2 separate regions of the Mus musculus genome follow, and region 2 is linked to region 1. The links are chromatin contacts, called in public promoter capture Hi-C maps. All regions are on one chromosome and are shown on one strand. The core of a region is the stretch at or near the end of the contact, and the rest is flanking DNA. Distances in the headings are between cores, read along the strand shown. Region 1 holds the start of Ldc1 (leucine decarboxylase 1). Region 2 holds the start of Fabp3 (fatty acid binding protein 3, muscle and heart).

Evidence for each region. Promoter capture Hi-C pulls out the DNA fragments that hold promoters and counts their contacts.
Region 2: a contact with region 1 is called in a promoter capture Hi-C map of stem cell-derived epiblast-like cells, with 4 times the contacts expected there. The contact joins the promoter of Fabp3 here to the promoter of Ldc1 in region 1. A contact is called at or near these places in 12 of 39 promoter capture datasets (the 3T3-L1 cell line, cranial neural crest, embryonic stem cells and 7 more), 1 of 115 datasets of contacts at active chromatin or transcription factors (embryonic stem cells) and 3 of 9 other capture datasets (adipose tissue, liver and pancreatic islet).

Annotation. Positions count from the first base shown.
Region 1 is chr4:130,217,663-130,224,792 of GRCm38.p6, forward strand. Ldc1 (leucine decarboxylase 1) reads right to left here and starts at 4,633. Exons shown (of 10, transcript NM_001034872.2): 1 at 4,502-4,633; 2 at 3,954-4,129; 3 at 2,649-2,822; 4 at 1,455-1,627; 5 at 606-740. The coding sequence starts at 4,091.
Region 2 is chr4:130,304,274-130,310,951 of GRCm38.p6, forward strand. It overlaps Fabp3 (fatty acid binding protein 3, muscle and heart), which reads left to right and starts at 4,465. Exons shown (of 4, transcript NM_010174.2): 1 at 4,465-4,577. The coding sequence starts at 4,505. Gm10570 (a long non-coding RNA gene) reads right to left here and starts at 3,432. Exons shown (of 4, transcript XR_868203.3): 1 at 3,350-3,432; 2 at 3,047-3,211.

The DNA of each region.
Region 1 (7,130 bases), core at 3,383-5,882:
ACCCAGCTCTCAGAAAGAATAAAATGAATGCATGTATCCAGGAGGAATGAAATGTAAACATTTCAGACCTAGAATGGATCTGTAACGGTGATTAGACCCTAAGGGACAAAAGGAGGTCAGCTACACCACTCCTGACTTCATTTAAAATTCCAGTCTTTGTCGTCATGGAGATTTTGTTTTAAAATCTTTTTAAAAAAGAATATATATATACTGTAGCTGTCTTCAGTACTCTAGAAGAGGGCATCAGATCCCATTACAGATGGTTGTGAGCCACCATGTGGTTGCTGGGATTTGAACTCAGGACCTCTGGAAGAGCAGTTAGTGCTCTTAACTGCTGAGCCATCTCTCCAGCCCCTAAAATGAATTCTTAATATGAGTGCTTATTTCTCCAGCCCCATTTTTTGATTTTTTTAAAAAAAAAATACTGTTTGAAAATGTCACATATCTGGAGTGTTACATTTCTTTGATATTGACTTCAATTTTGTCCCCAAGGCCTCACATCCTCTAGACTTAGAAAACACACAAAGCAGAGTTGTCCCTGAGAGTCCTTGGTTGCCTAGAGATAGAAATAAAAATGGAGATAGGGAAGGCCAGTGCTCACTTACGAGGCCCCCACCACAGCCAACCCCAGCTCTCTGGCAACCTGGAGCAGGTGTCCACATGCCTCCAGATGGGCTCCAAACTTGGTGTGCAGAGGGAAGGTGCTTTGACTGTCCAGGGTCTGTATCCGGAGAACCAGCCTGGAGGAGGAGAGAGGACAGCAGGGGTGCACAGGAACTCTGAGACCCTCCAACCTTCCCACCCATCCATGCCTAGTTCCTCCCAACTATTCAGCATAGAGAGCAAAGAGCAAGTACCTCCTGCTTACAGAATTCTGCCAAGCGAGTGCAAGCGGGATAGAATGGCATCGTTAAGACTTTCTAAGGAACAAGGGGTGTAGGCTGGGCAGTGGTGGTGCAGGCCTTTAATCGTAGTACTTAGGAGGCAGAGGTAGTGGATCTCTATAAGTTTGAGGCCATACTGGTCTACAGAGTGAGTTCCAGGAAAGCCAGGGCTACACAGAGAAACCCTGTTTAAAAAAACAAAAACAAAAACAAAACCCAAACAAACAAACAAAAGAATCAGCAATGTTATACAACATATGGCTTATGAATCTGAAATGTAAGCCTTGGTCTGACTCTGGTATAAGTACTTTTCCTATGTCATCCGGGATGTCAGACCTTCTCATGCTGGGCTCTGTCCTGTGTCTATGCAGAGACAAGGTCTTCTTGACACTGATGTGTTCCAGAGAAGGCATTGGCCCTTCTGACCGAACCTTTGTGCCTGCAATCCAACACTCACTCTTGTTGCCCAGAGGTTTTCTTGGGGCCCCCTTCTGCCTGGCTGCTGAGGATCAGGTCCCTCTGGCAGGGTCACCGGACCTACTGTTTCCAGTTGAACGTCTGCCATCTCACCTAGCCCTCGGGTGGTACCGGGCCAGCTTAATCAGTTCCTCCTCATTGTCGAAGGTCAGAAGCTGCACCCCACAGCGGGCTGCGAACTGGATGTGGGAGACGGCCTTGCAGGGGTTGGCGAAGATGATTCTGGAGGGGGCCACGCCCAAGCCCAGCACTTGTTCCAGCTCTCCCTGGCATGGGGAAAAAGCCAGAGTTGGGACTGCCCCCTGCTCCCACCTTTCCTGACTCTCTGGGGACAGGACCTTAGCCTGAACTAGTGGGAAATCTTCCAAGGAGCCCCTCGTGGAACCAAGCCCTTCACTGGGAGAGTATCAAGTCCCAGAGAAACTCCAGACAAGTCTCCCTCAGTACCTGAGGCTCTCCTGGGACCTCTCCTTCTGCCTCCTTCCCTAAACCTCTCCAAGTCAGGGCCTGGGCCTTGCTTCTCTCCCCATAGCGTCTGATTCCCATATACCTCAGCGATTTGGCTACACATGCTCCTGGTTCCCATGTGCCCTCTTGGTCCTCTTGACCTCTTCTCTTTCTCTTCTCTTCCTCTCTTCCTCCTCCTCCCCTTCCCTCCTCTCATGGCCTGGCCTATTCTGCAGGCCATGCTCAGACTGGACTCTTCCAGACACCCTGGCTGCTCTCTCCCTCCATATCTATAGTAAAACCCTTCTTCTCAACCCTTCCTACAAATGGTCATGTCCTCGATTTCACTAAGTGTTGGTCCCATTTTAAAGCGGGAGAAACTGAGGCTCAGAAGGGTGTTTGGCTATGCCAAGAAGGAACCTGCTCGCTAGTTCAGGCTGTTTGGTCTTGTCACATGGCTAAGTACAAGGCCGACTGTAGCAATCTGCTCATTTATTCATTAAAAAGCATCCGAAGGGACGGGCTGTAGCTCGGTTGGTATCTTGCTTGTGTAGCATGCACAAAGCCCTGGGTCCAATCAGCACTGAGAAACTGTGTCTGGGAGATCAGAAGTTCATCTTCGGCTACAGAGTGAATTCTAACCTAGCCTGGACTACGTTAGCCTCAGTCTTAGAACAAACGAAAACCAACAGCAGCAACAACAAAGTCTCAAGTCCTCAACACACCCGGTACCATCTTGGGGGCCAGAGTGCCCCCTTCCTGAACTCCTGACCATCGGCAATATTTCTCCAGAAAGTGACAGGCCGTGGAGAGGTGATTGGCAAGCTAGCACAGGCTCACCTGGCTGGCACAGTCAAAGCCGGTGCCCAGGGCAGCCAAGACGAGCAGCACCCAGGGGTTGCTGTTACACTTGACTGCATAGAAGGGCTGGACTCTGGGCAGGGCCTGGAGGAAGGTCCGATGGCGGCTGACCAGCACATCCAGGTCAGCCACCATGAAGGCATCTTGGCGGCCCTGTTAGGCAAGGACAAGAGAGGGAGATGGGGGATGGGTTAGGTCCTCAGGGCCTCTCCACTTTATGACGAAATCATTACTCTTCCTCTGACTTTCTTTTCCTTTCTTGGCAATTCACTTTGTTGTTTGTTTGTTTGTTTGTTTGTTTGTTTAGATGAGCTCTTACTATTATAGCCTAGGCTTCTGCTGTTGTCTCCTTGGTGCTGGAATTACAAGTGTATACCACCACATCTAACTTGTTTCTTCTTTTTTAGGGCCAGGGAAAACAGGCTCAAGGACACACAGCAAGAATATAACAAAGAGAAGATTTGATTTTCTTTTTTCATTTTTATCTTTCTCTTTCTTTCTTCCTTTCTTCCTTTCTTTCTTTCTTTCTTTCTTTCTTTCTTTCTTTCTTTCTTTCTTTCTTTCTTTCCTTCTTTCTTTCTTTCTTTCTTTCTTTCTTTCTTTCTTTCTTTCTTTCTTCCTTCCTTTCCCTTCCTTCCTTCCTTTCTTCCTTTCTTCCTTCTCTCTCTCTCTCTCTCTTTCATTCTTTTCTTTCTTTCTTTTTGTTGTTGTTGTTTTGTTTTGAGACAGGGTTTCTCTGTATAGCCCTGGCTGTCCTGGAGCTCACTTTGTAGACCAGGCTGGCCTCGAACTCAGAAATCCACCTGCCTCTGCCTCCCGAGTGCTGGGATTAAAGGTGTGCGCCACCACACCCGGCGTTGTTTTGTTTTGAGACAGGGTCTCTCTATGTAGCCCTAGCTGTCCTGGAACTTGCTATGTAGACCAGACTGACTTTGAATGTACAGAGATCCACCTGCCTCTGTCTCCTGAGTGCTGGGATTAAAGGAATGCAAGGAAATCGTGTGTGGCAAAGAAAGGATTAGAGCTTTGATCTTTTCACATCTTGAAACAGAGGTGCAGGAAGGCAGCCATCCGTACAGCAAAGCTGGAGGCAGATGACTTCAGCCCCAGATGATGGCTTGGTTGAGGGTGAAACCCTGAGTGTCAGGGAAGCAGAGCTACAAGAACAGCAGAACTCACCCAGCCCTGGGAAAGCCAGGTCTGATGGCCTCCCAATCTGAAACAGGAAACAGGCAGCAGTAATGACCAGTAATGGAAGAGGTGGGAATTACCCTCCCTCCTTACCGAGATGGACAACTCCTTGATCTTCTTCAAGACCAGCTGCCAGGCAGATGCCCCTGGCCCCAAGGTGATGGGCTCTGATGGCCTCAGGTGTTCTGCAACTCCCAGCAGATCCTTCTTGACCTCAGAGGGGGTGTTCATCCTTGAGACTCTAGTTGAGGTGTCTGTTGGGCACAGTCCTGGCACCATAGAAAGGACAGCTCTGTGGACCCAGTCTTTTCCTCCTGTCCCTCCCATAGCTAGGACAGCCAAGTCACTGAAGCCTGGGTCCCATTAAGTCCCATGAACTCCACCTAGTCCTACTGATCTTTTCAAGCTTTATAGTAGACCGCTGATAGCACGTGGCCTGAGCCACTGATGGCAGATGACAAGCAAGCCACAGCAACCATTCCCTCAGAAGAGAGTGTGTGACTCTCCTCCAGGCCCCTTCCCACACCCTCCCACTCAAGATGAGAAATGGAGATGCAATAGAATGGCAGAATCCAACTCTAGATCAGTCACAAGAGATTAGAAGTGAGACCTATGTCCAACACGGAAAGAAAGGGACTTGCCTCAGGTTGAGTAGTTGGTGGCACCTGGGGTTCCCTGGAACAGCCAGAGAACCCTCAGACTAAAGTGGGGTCCCCAGCAGCCACAGGGCTTCTTGTGGGCCTGTGTACTGGAGACTTTCCACAGAGATCTCTGGCCCAGCCGGGTACGAGGGTTCAGGCAAAGAGGAGAGAATGCAAGCAGAAAGGAGGAGTTGTCTCTGTTGCCTCCACTGCTGTAGCTGGCTCCACCTCTGTCTCCACCGTTGCTCTCTCAGTTACTCCAGTTAATCCCTTACTCAGTTACTCAGTTACTCAGTTACTCTGGCCCTAAATCGGATTAAAGAGATTAAAGGGGTGGAATTAAAGGAATGCACAGAAATCATGTCTGGCAAAGAAAGGATTAGAACTCTGGTATTTTTATGTCTTAAAACAGAGGTGCAGGAAGGCAGCCATCCATACAGCAAAGCTGGAGGCAGATGACTTCAGCCCCAGATGATGGCTTGGTTGAGGGTGAAACCCTGAGTGTCAGGGAAGCAGAGCTACAAGAACAGCAGAACTCACCCAGAAGAGGCCCTGGGAAAGCCAGGTCTGATGGCCTCCCAATCTGAAACAGAAAGCCTTCTTGGGTACCAGTAATGACCAGTAATAGAAGGGGTGGGAATTACCCTCCCTCTTTACCAAGATTGACAACTCTTGTTCAAGACCAGCTGCTGGGCCCCAAGGTGATGAGCTGGGCCAAGGAGAGGCTGACTAGCCAGTGAGGAGTGCAGGGGAGCTTCAGGTGATGCTTCGAGAGCAGACTTCTTCCCAAGCGGCAGTGTTACAGCTCTTATGACAGAAGCTCTCAGATGATGGAGTAGTTCTCACACCTTTATTCCTCCTAGATAGGGTTCTTATATACAGTTGTGGGGTGGGTCAGGGTCTGACAGCAGGTTCTTCTCATTGGCTTGGCCTGAGAGCTGCATGTGGGAGGGCTTGGTGCTGCTCCTACATGACTGATGGCCACAGACCTCTCCGAGGCAGAGGGGTGGGGGTAGGGGGTATGGGGGGAGGGGGGTGGCTATGAGAGGCTGTAGCTACGTGACAGGAGACAGGAGCCTAAGGGGTGTGGCCAAAAGTCTGCCTTTCCTTGCAGGCACAGTCACCTGCTGGGTCACCCGGGTTTTAAGCCTGAGCTCAACCAGGGACCAGGCTGCCTATCACAGCTCACCACCCCACAGCTTCTGGTCTATAGTAGGGACTGTGTTCATGACCCTTTTCCACATGACTCATCCTATGGCCATCATGACCTACTTTCTCTTTTTCAGAGAGCCCAGACGATGTTGCTATCTGGGTTTTAGGGCAATATTTTTGAGGAAATCCAGTCCCAACAAGATCTCAGGGTACAGGAAACCCACCTTCAGCCCCAACCTTCAGGCGGGATCACACCTTCCAAGGTGTGCACTGACAGGTGTTCAGGGTAGATGGGGATGCCTATGGAAAGCAAGCACTGGCTACCTTCAAAAGCAGGAGAGCCCAGAAACCCTTTCCCTTCTTCCCTAGAGATGTCCAAGTCACACTATAGAGCAGGTAAGCCTTGATGTAGAATTGAAACCCCCAAACTCTAGTATCAGGTGGCCCAGCTGGCTGAAGAGTGTGCTGGGATCTCATGGCAACTCTTGCTGTCTGATACCTACTTAAGTGGGATGGTAAACTTGTCCATGTCGCTCCAACTTGTCCCACCTACCTCTCCTAACCCTCTCTTTCCCTGAGAGCCTCTAAGGCCTGTGACCTGAGGTCCCTCCGAGGATGAAACCACCACCTTGGGACAGGATCAGCTTTAGGATGTCAGTTACCACTTTATGAAGGCTTACACTCCACCTTCAAGCTACAACCCAAGTAAGTCCAAACATTATTTCAGCAAAAAATAACTGAATCTCATCTATCCTTTATATTACACCCTCCCTCTCAGGACAGAGTGGGTATACCACTGGCCATTGATGGAAGGGCCCAGGTCCCCTTATCACAGGAAAGCTAGAGACATGTTTGGCCTTAACCCAGAGATGAACCTATCCATTGGTTTCTTCCTACAGTCTGTCTCCTCCCTGCAGCCCTTCTGTGGTCCTCCTTCCTCAAGATAGCAGATGGCAAAATCTGCCTTCCTACTCTAAAAATGTGACAGTGGGTGTATCTGTTGACTGTTCTGAGCTTCAGTTTTTTGTTTTTAAATCTGGAAAATGGGACCTCAGAAGACAAGAGGAAGAATGAGTTTGTGAAATAATAACCATGCAGGACCTTAGGGCCAATACTACTATCTAGATGCCCACTGCTGCAGAATACTCCAGCCTGAGACACACATACACACCCACATACACACACACACACACACACACACACACATATGCACGTGTGTGCACATACACACCCACATACACACCCACACACACACACACATGCACGTGTGTGCACACACACATGTACACACATGTCTTTTGAGGTCCTAGAGCCGCCTGCATTGATTAAAATGAAAGCAGAGGGGAACAGCATGCTTTTCCAACTCACAGAACCTGCCATCCTGTTAGGAGCATGGGAAAGAAGAGATGAGCCGGACTCTGAACAGGAGACTGTAGCCACTGCCCAGCAAGGGCAGGCTCACAGAGCACACTGGGTG
Region 2 (6,678 bases), core at 3,215-5,714, 86 kb after region 1:
CGTAAAGTAACTTTACGACTGGACAAGAGAAATAAAGGAAATTTCTATCCACTGAATATTAATATGTTGGGATTTCTATTTATTTATGTTCATTTCCCCCACCTCCTCCAATGTAAGAATCAAACCCAGGGCCTCATTTAGGCCAGACAAATGCTCTGTCAGTGAGCTATACTCCTAGGCTCAAGCTCTGAGAATTTGAAGGCCTTCCTTTATGAGGGGAAAGGAGACTGGGGGTCAAGAGGCTTGCCTCAGTGTTCTACACAGTAAGAGGCAGGTCTGGGATGCACCAAGCAGTCCTCTTTCCAAAAGCAGACATGCCACTCACTAAGAGGGGTGGCAGAGCAGTGGAGAAAGCTCAGACTCGCTGTGGCAGGCACTAACAGACTGCCGTATACCACCAACGCCAGAAGAGCTCCCTGTTGTATGGAGTAGGGAAGTGCAGAAGGAGCATCTGCATCTCTGGGTTGGTGGAGCCCTGGCTCAGTCTCTTTGGCCTCTACCTCTAGGTTCTTCCCCAAGCTAGTGGACACTCACACATAGAGGCATCAAGATGGCAGGAAGGCCCCTCCCCCTGAAGCAGCTGGAGATGAGTTGAGTCGGGTGCTTCCTCTTCCCCCTCCCCCAGGGGCCACAGATCAGCCAGAGCTACAGCCCATCCCAGGGCTCCCTCCTGGTTACTCACCTCTCCTCTTCCTAGGCCCAGCCTGTGGTTGTCATGGAAACATAGAATCACTATAGGGGGAAGACTGGGGGAGATGCTGCTCTTGAAGGGCACGGATGCCTGCCAGATGTGATAGCCACATCTGGATCTATGAGAGGCTAGAAGGGTGAGGAAAGAGACGAGACCCACCCCCAGCTTCTGGTGTAAGGAGCATAACCGGGGCAAGTTGAATGTATTCCCTCAGAGAAGGAAGTGTGAGCCGTACACACTTGGAAGGGAGAATGAGCTGAAGCAAGTGGTGCAAGCCTGGGAAAACTGAGGCAAAGCCTACCTGGGCTATAGCGTAAGTTCAAGGCCAGCCTGGGCAACTAAGTGAGATCCTGCTCAAATTAAAACAAACAAACAAACAAACAAACAAAAATAACTGAGGGATGGGGATATAGATCTTCATGGGAAAGCATTTGCCTAGCATGCAGGAGGTCCAGTGGATAAATGTGTTTGCTGTGAGCGCCTAATGAACTGAGTTCTAGTCCCAAAACCCAGAGTAAAAGGAAAGAAGAAGCCTGAAAGTTGTCCTCTGCCCTCCACACACTCATGCCTGCAGCTCACACCCAACGGTCATGCGCACAAACAACAACAACAACAATAAACCTAGCAGAAGGAAAGAGGGTGTGGCTGAGGATCAATCCTCGTGGCCCAGGCCAGCGCTTTGCACAGGTCTATAGCTCAAGGTCTCAATTCAAGATCCTGTGCTGCTCAGCTCAGGCAGGGCTCAGCACAAGAACACAGGATAGTCAGCACCGTGTCTTACGGCCCTGAAGCCTAAGACCTGGCTGCCCTTCAAGGCTGTAGGGGTAAACATCAGCCAGATGTGACAGGTGTCTTCTGTCACTCTCCACCATTCTCTTGAGACAGGGTCTCATTAGCAGCCCTGGCTTCCTACTTCCTACTTCCTCGGGGATAGAATTAAAGAGGTTAAAGGTTTTGTTCTTTTTCTTGCCTACTTTATTTTTGAAACAGGGCTTCTCACTGAACTTAGGAGCCTGCCATTTCTGCTACATGGACTTACCAGCAAGCACCCTTACCCAGGATCCACCTGTCTGTGTGCCCTGTTCAGTGCTGAGGTTACAGCATGAACAACCATACCTGGTTTTTATGTGGGTGCTGAATGTGTGCATGGTAAGCACCTTACCCCACTGAGCTATCTTATCTCCTTTCAGTGGCTATTCTTGAAAGCAAACTGGCTAGGTGATGGTGCACGCCTTTAATCCCAGCATTTGGGAGGCAGAGGCCAGCCTGGTCTACAGAGTGAGTTCCAGGATAGCCAGGGTTGCATAGAGAGACCCAGTCTTAGGGAGAAGGAAAAGGAGGAGGAGGAGGAGGAGGAGGGGGAGGGGGAGGGGGAGGGGGAGGAGGAAGAAGAAGAAGAAGAAGGGAGAGGAGGAAGAAAAGAAAGAAGATCAGGGCCAGGTGATGGTGCATGACTTTAATCCCAGCACTCAGGAGGCAGAGGCCAGTAGATCTCTGAGTTTGAGGCTATCCTGGTCCACATAGTAAGTTCCAGGGTAGCCAGGGCTAAATAAAGAGATTCTGTCAAAAAAAAAAAAAAACAAAAACAAAAAAAACAAAACCAGAGTTTTTAATGTATTTTCTCTAATGATTTCCAAATATCTCCCATTTCAAAGATGAAACTGATTCCAAGTGACTTAAGTGAACTGCTCAAGACCACATGGCATGGCTAGTATAGCTGTGATCGGGTCTAGAACACAGATCTTTTTGCCAGCAGCTGTCCGCCAGCCCCAGATCTCCAGCACTACATTCCACACTCCATGTAAGCAGACTGCTCTGGTCCCTGGGTCTCAGGCCTCTCAGGCTTTGAGAGAAGAGGCTCCTTGCCTAAAGCCTGTGACCTTGAATCAGAAACCATCCCATGCCCTCCCTCCCTTGGCACCTGCTCTATCGCTGAGGTCACCAGGGCTCCAGGCCCAGCCCTGAGGCCCGTCCCTGTAGCTTTGGCAGAATTGGACCTCTCAGCCTTTTGGCAACTAGACTCTCCAAAGGAATCAAGACAGGGGTGAGAGGACTTTTCCTCACTGGCCTCCTTCCCAGAACAGCCCATGGGTGGGAGAAAGGAACTTCCACGGGGACAGAGGCCCAGGAAGGAGGCCTCACCACACTGCAGGTATACTGGTCAGGCTCCAGAGCTCTGGTAACCGTTCCGGAATGACTACCCTGCACAACCTTCTAGAGGCCAAAGTTCTGTGCTTACCACTCCGTCCCGTGTAGAGAGCTCAGAAATTCATTTATGTCCCTCTTCCTCTGAATCCCCAAGTCAGGACAGGTCCCTCCTAGAGTCACTCCCAGAGGGAGTACTTTAGCCTGTACCTTGATCCATGTGGACTTCTCCAAAGCAGGGCCCGCACAAACCAGGAGCTTACTTTGAGAGAGTATCTTGCCTTGGCTCAGACTGGCCCCCAACTCAGGAATCTCTTGCCTCCAGGTGCAGGTGCCGTATTAACTGTTGGCTCAAGCCAGAGCAGCGGCACACAGCTGTAACCCAGGAGACAGAGGCAGGAGAATCTTTAGTTCAAGGTCAACCCCTGCTACACATTGAGATGCTGACTTGGTAATAATTAAACAGAAACTGCTGAACTAAGGAATAGGCTCCACTGAGGTTCCCTTACTCACCTGTAAAAAGGGGATGATACCACCTACCAACGAAAAAGTTGAGTGTGACCATGCCCTGAAGTAGGCTACAACCATCAATAGTCGGGTCTTATTTAATAACGTACTTTAAGGTGACAAGCAGTCTAGTGGCAGAAGTCAGGGGAAAAAACTGACTTCAGCAGAGGGTCGCGGCTTTCCGGGAGTTAAGGTGGCCGAGGCCGGAAGAACCCTCTGAATAGACAAATTGTCTTCGCGGAGTGAAGAACGACCCTGGCACAAGCTCAGAGGTCAGTAAATAAAGCCTGAAGCGCTTTCAGGCAGCGGCGACGGGTGGGACTGCGGAGAAAGGCGCAGGCGGGAGACATTCCGCAGGGAGGGGCTAGCACGTGTGGGGCTAGCATGAGGGAAGCAAGGTCACGTTCTCCGCCAGCAGGTGAGGCGCTGGGCAGCTCAGCCATCCGCGGTGTCCAAGGCAACTCTTTTCCACTTGTCTGGTAGGAGCAAGAGGGCTCAAAGGCCACTAGACCATGCTCTCTGTCCAGGCTCCAATTCTTTTTTACTTACGGCGACCGCGTCATTCCTCTCCGAGCCTCTGAGCCTCTTCTACAAGAAGAGGACATAGGACCGTTGAGATGGGTTTTTGGGTAAAGGCCCTTGCTGTCAAGCCTTGACAACCCCAGTTTGATACGTGGGACCCACACGGTGGAAGCAGAGAAGGGACTCCCGCGAGTTACAACGAACGCCCCAGTCTCCCACCCCTTCCCCATAAGTACGCCTACACGAGCATACACAATATAAGAATAAAACCACAGCGAATTAAAAAACAAGGCGGCAGAAGGATCAAGCGGCGTTTCTCCAGCGTGGCACCAGCTCAAGGGCGAGTTTCCTTTCAGTATGGCCGGGGGATGCTCTACTTGGGTTGCGGGAAGCGCCCCGCAGCCAGGCCAGGGATGGGTTAGATGGCACCAACAGGACCGCGGGCGCCGCTGACGTAGGCGACGGGAGGGCTGTGGGGGATGGGCCCCAGCCCTTTGCGGGAGTGCAAGCCCCGGCTTCCTATTTCGGGAGCGAGGGGTGTGGGCCACTTTCATCATGTGATGCGAGGGCTATTTAAAGAGGCTGTCCAGCCGGGAGCTGCGGTTCTCAGTGCCTGCTCGCCTCCTCACTCATCGCACCATGGCGGACGCCTTTGTCGGTACCTGGAAGCTAGTGGACAGCAAGAATTTTGATGACTACATGAAGTCACTCGGTGAGCGAACGAACGGCGCAGGATCTAGGGTCAGGAGGGCCGGCAAGGCGGTCTTGGCGCTGAGCTCCCAGGGGGAGTGCCCCCATGTGCCTCCCGCAAGCTCCTAGCCAGTCCAGACAGGGAATACTGAGGTGCGGAGGGTGGCCTGGGCTGAAGCCACTCCACTCCACCCCACCCCACCCCGGCCTCCTGGGAGGGGGGTGTCGCGGTCCAAGCTTGGCGAGCCTCGTAGCTGGAGGGGAAGGGTAGAGGCAGCTGTGGCCGCAGAGGTCCGGGATGGGAGGCTTTCTAGGAAGCAGTGTAGGTGATCCGGAGGTGGAAAGGGGAGGGAAAGAAGGGCGGGAGGCTGGCCGCAGGAGAAGGCAAAGAGGAGCATGGTGGTCCAGAAATTGAATTCCGAAAGGGAATAGAGCAGATAGGAGTGTACAGAGCCTGGAGGAAGACTAAAGAAAATCAGTGAATTCCATCTGGGAAGAGGTGAAGATACAGCCAGGCAGTCAGCAACAAGCCCTACCCCTCCATGTTGGGGTAGTGAAGAGGCCTCTCTCTGGAAGATGCCCTGGTTCTCACCAGCCTGACCTTCACCTACAGTGTGTGCAGCCACCCCTGGGATCAGTCGGAGACGCTGCTGCTAGAGCAGGGCAAGACGACCACTACACATAGGCTTCCCGGCCGCACCAGTCGGCCACCGGATCAGTGCTGGGGATAGGGTGAAGAAAGCCTGGGATCGAGCAGAGGGTGTCAGAAGAAAGGTGAAGAGCTATGAAGGGAGAGTGTGGCTTGGGGCTGGGGAAATTGTGTGGTGTGGGCGGTGACACAACGCCTTTAACCAGCACTCTGGGAAGCAGAGGCAGGTGAATCTCCCGAGTTCTAGGCCTGGTCTATACAGAGAGAATTCCAGGACAGCCAGGACTACACAGAGAAACCATGTCTTGAAAAAAAAAAGAAAGGAAGAGTCCCATGATTTACTTAATAGGAAGACAGCTTGGGACACATGAGCTCATCGCCTCATAGGAAAGCCCAGGATTTCTTTTTGAAGACTGAACTAGAGCCTTGTGCATGCCCCCTACTGCTGAGTTATACTCCCCACTCACACACACACACACACACACCCTCTTTTTACTCTGTGTAACAGGTTCTCACTAACTTCCCCAGGTTGGCTTTGATCTTGTAACCTGCCATCTCGGCCTTCCAAATAGTTGAGAACCCAGAACTACCTAGAGTTCTTCCCATTTCAACAGTGGGGAATGTCACATGAACCACTTATCCAAGACGGCCCCAGCCCTTCCTTTCTTGCCTTGAGCTTAGATAAAGACCTCTACCTGCGGAGTCCCTGGCTATATCATCCTGGTCTAGGAGGCTGGGGCAGGGAAAACAGGACTGTGTCATGCCTGAGCTAGCTTCCACTCCGTCTTCCCCGGGAAGGAGGGCTGGAATCGGACATGTTGAGGGATGTGTGTAGTTGCCTCTCACCTACTTCCAGCTCTTCTCTGAAACAGGCCCACAAAGCAATTTGTCCTTTTGGTTTGGGGAATGGAACCCAAGGCCCTTTGCCCGTGCTAAGCAAGCACTGCGACTGCTGAACCACATCTCCAGACAGGGCTCCCACCGGCACCTACCCTACCCTGAGGCTCTCCAGGAAGGCAGCTGGTCTTGTCTTTTAAGACAGGGTTTTACTGTGTATCCCTGGCTCTCCTGGAACTCCCTAAGGAGACCAGGTCCTGTTGTCTCTGCCTCTCCCGCACTGGGGTTAGAGGTATGAGCCCACACCCAGCTAGTTGGCTGTCAAGTTAGGGAGTACTAGATTACCTGGGCTTAGTTCTGTTTCACTGAGCTGCCGCTGCCTTCCTAGACTTCTTTTTGCCTCAGGGCATGTTGTCTTCAGGCCATTGTTCTGTGGGTGCTGAACCCAGCTTTAGTCAGGGGACTGAAATTCTATTTAGCCTAAAAATATCGACAGGCTGAAGGCCAGTAAAGTCTAGATGCACCCCAGCTTCCAGCAGTAACTGGCTTCACTGGCACCCTACACCTACCTGTAGGTGGGTCCTGGGAAAACAGCTTGGTTCACTGCTGAAGCCCAACTCACACAGATACCAGTAGG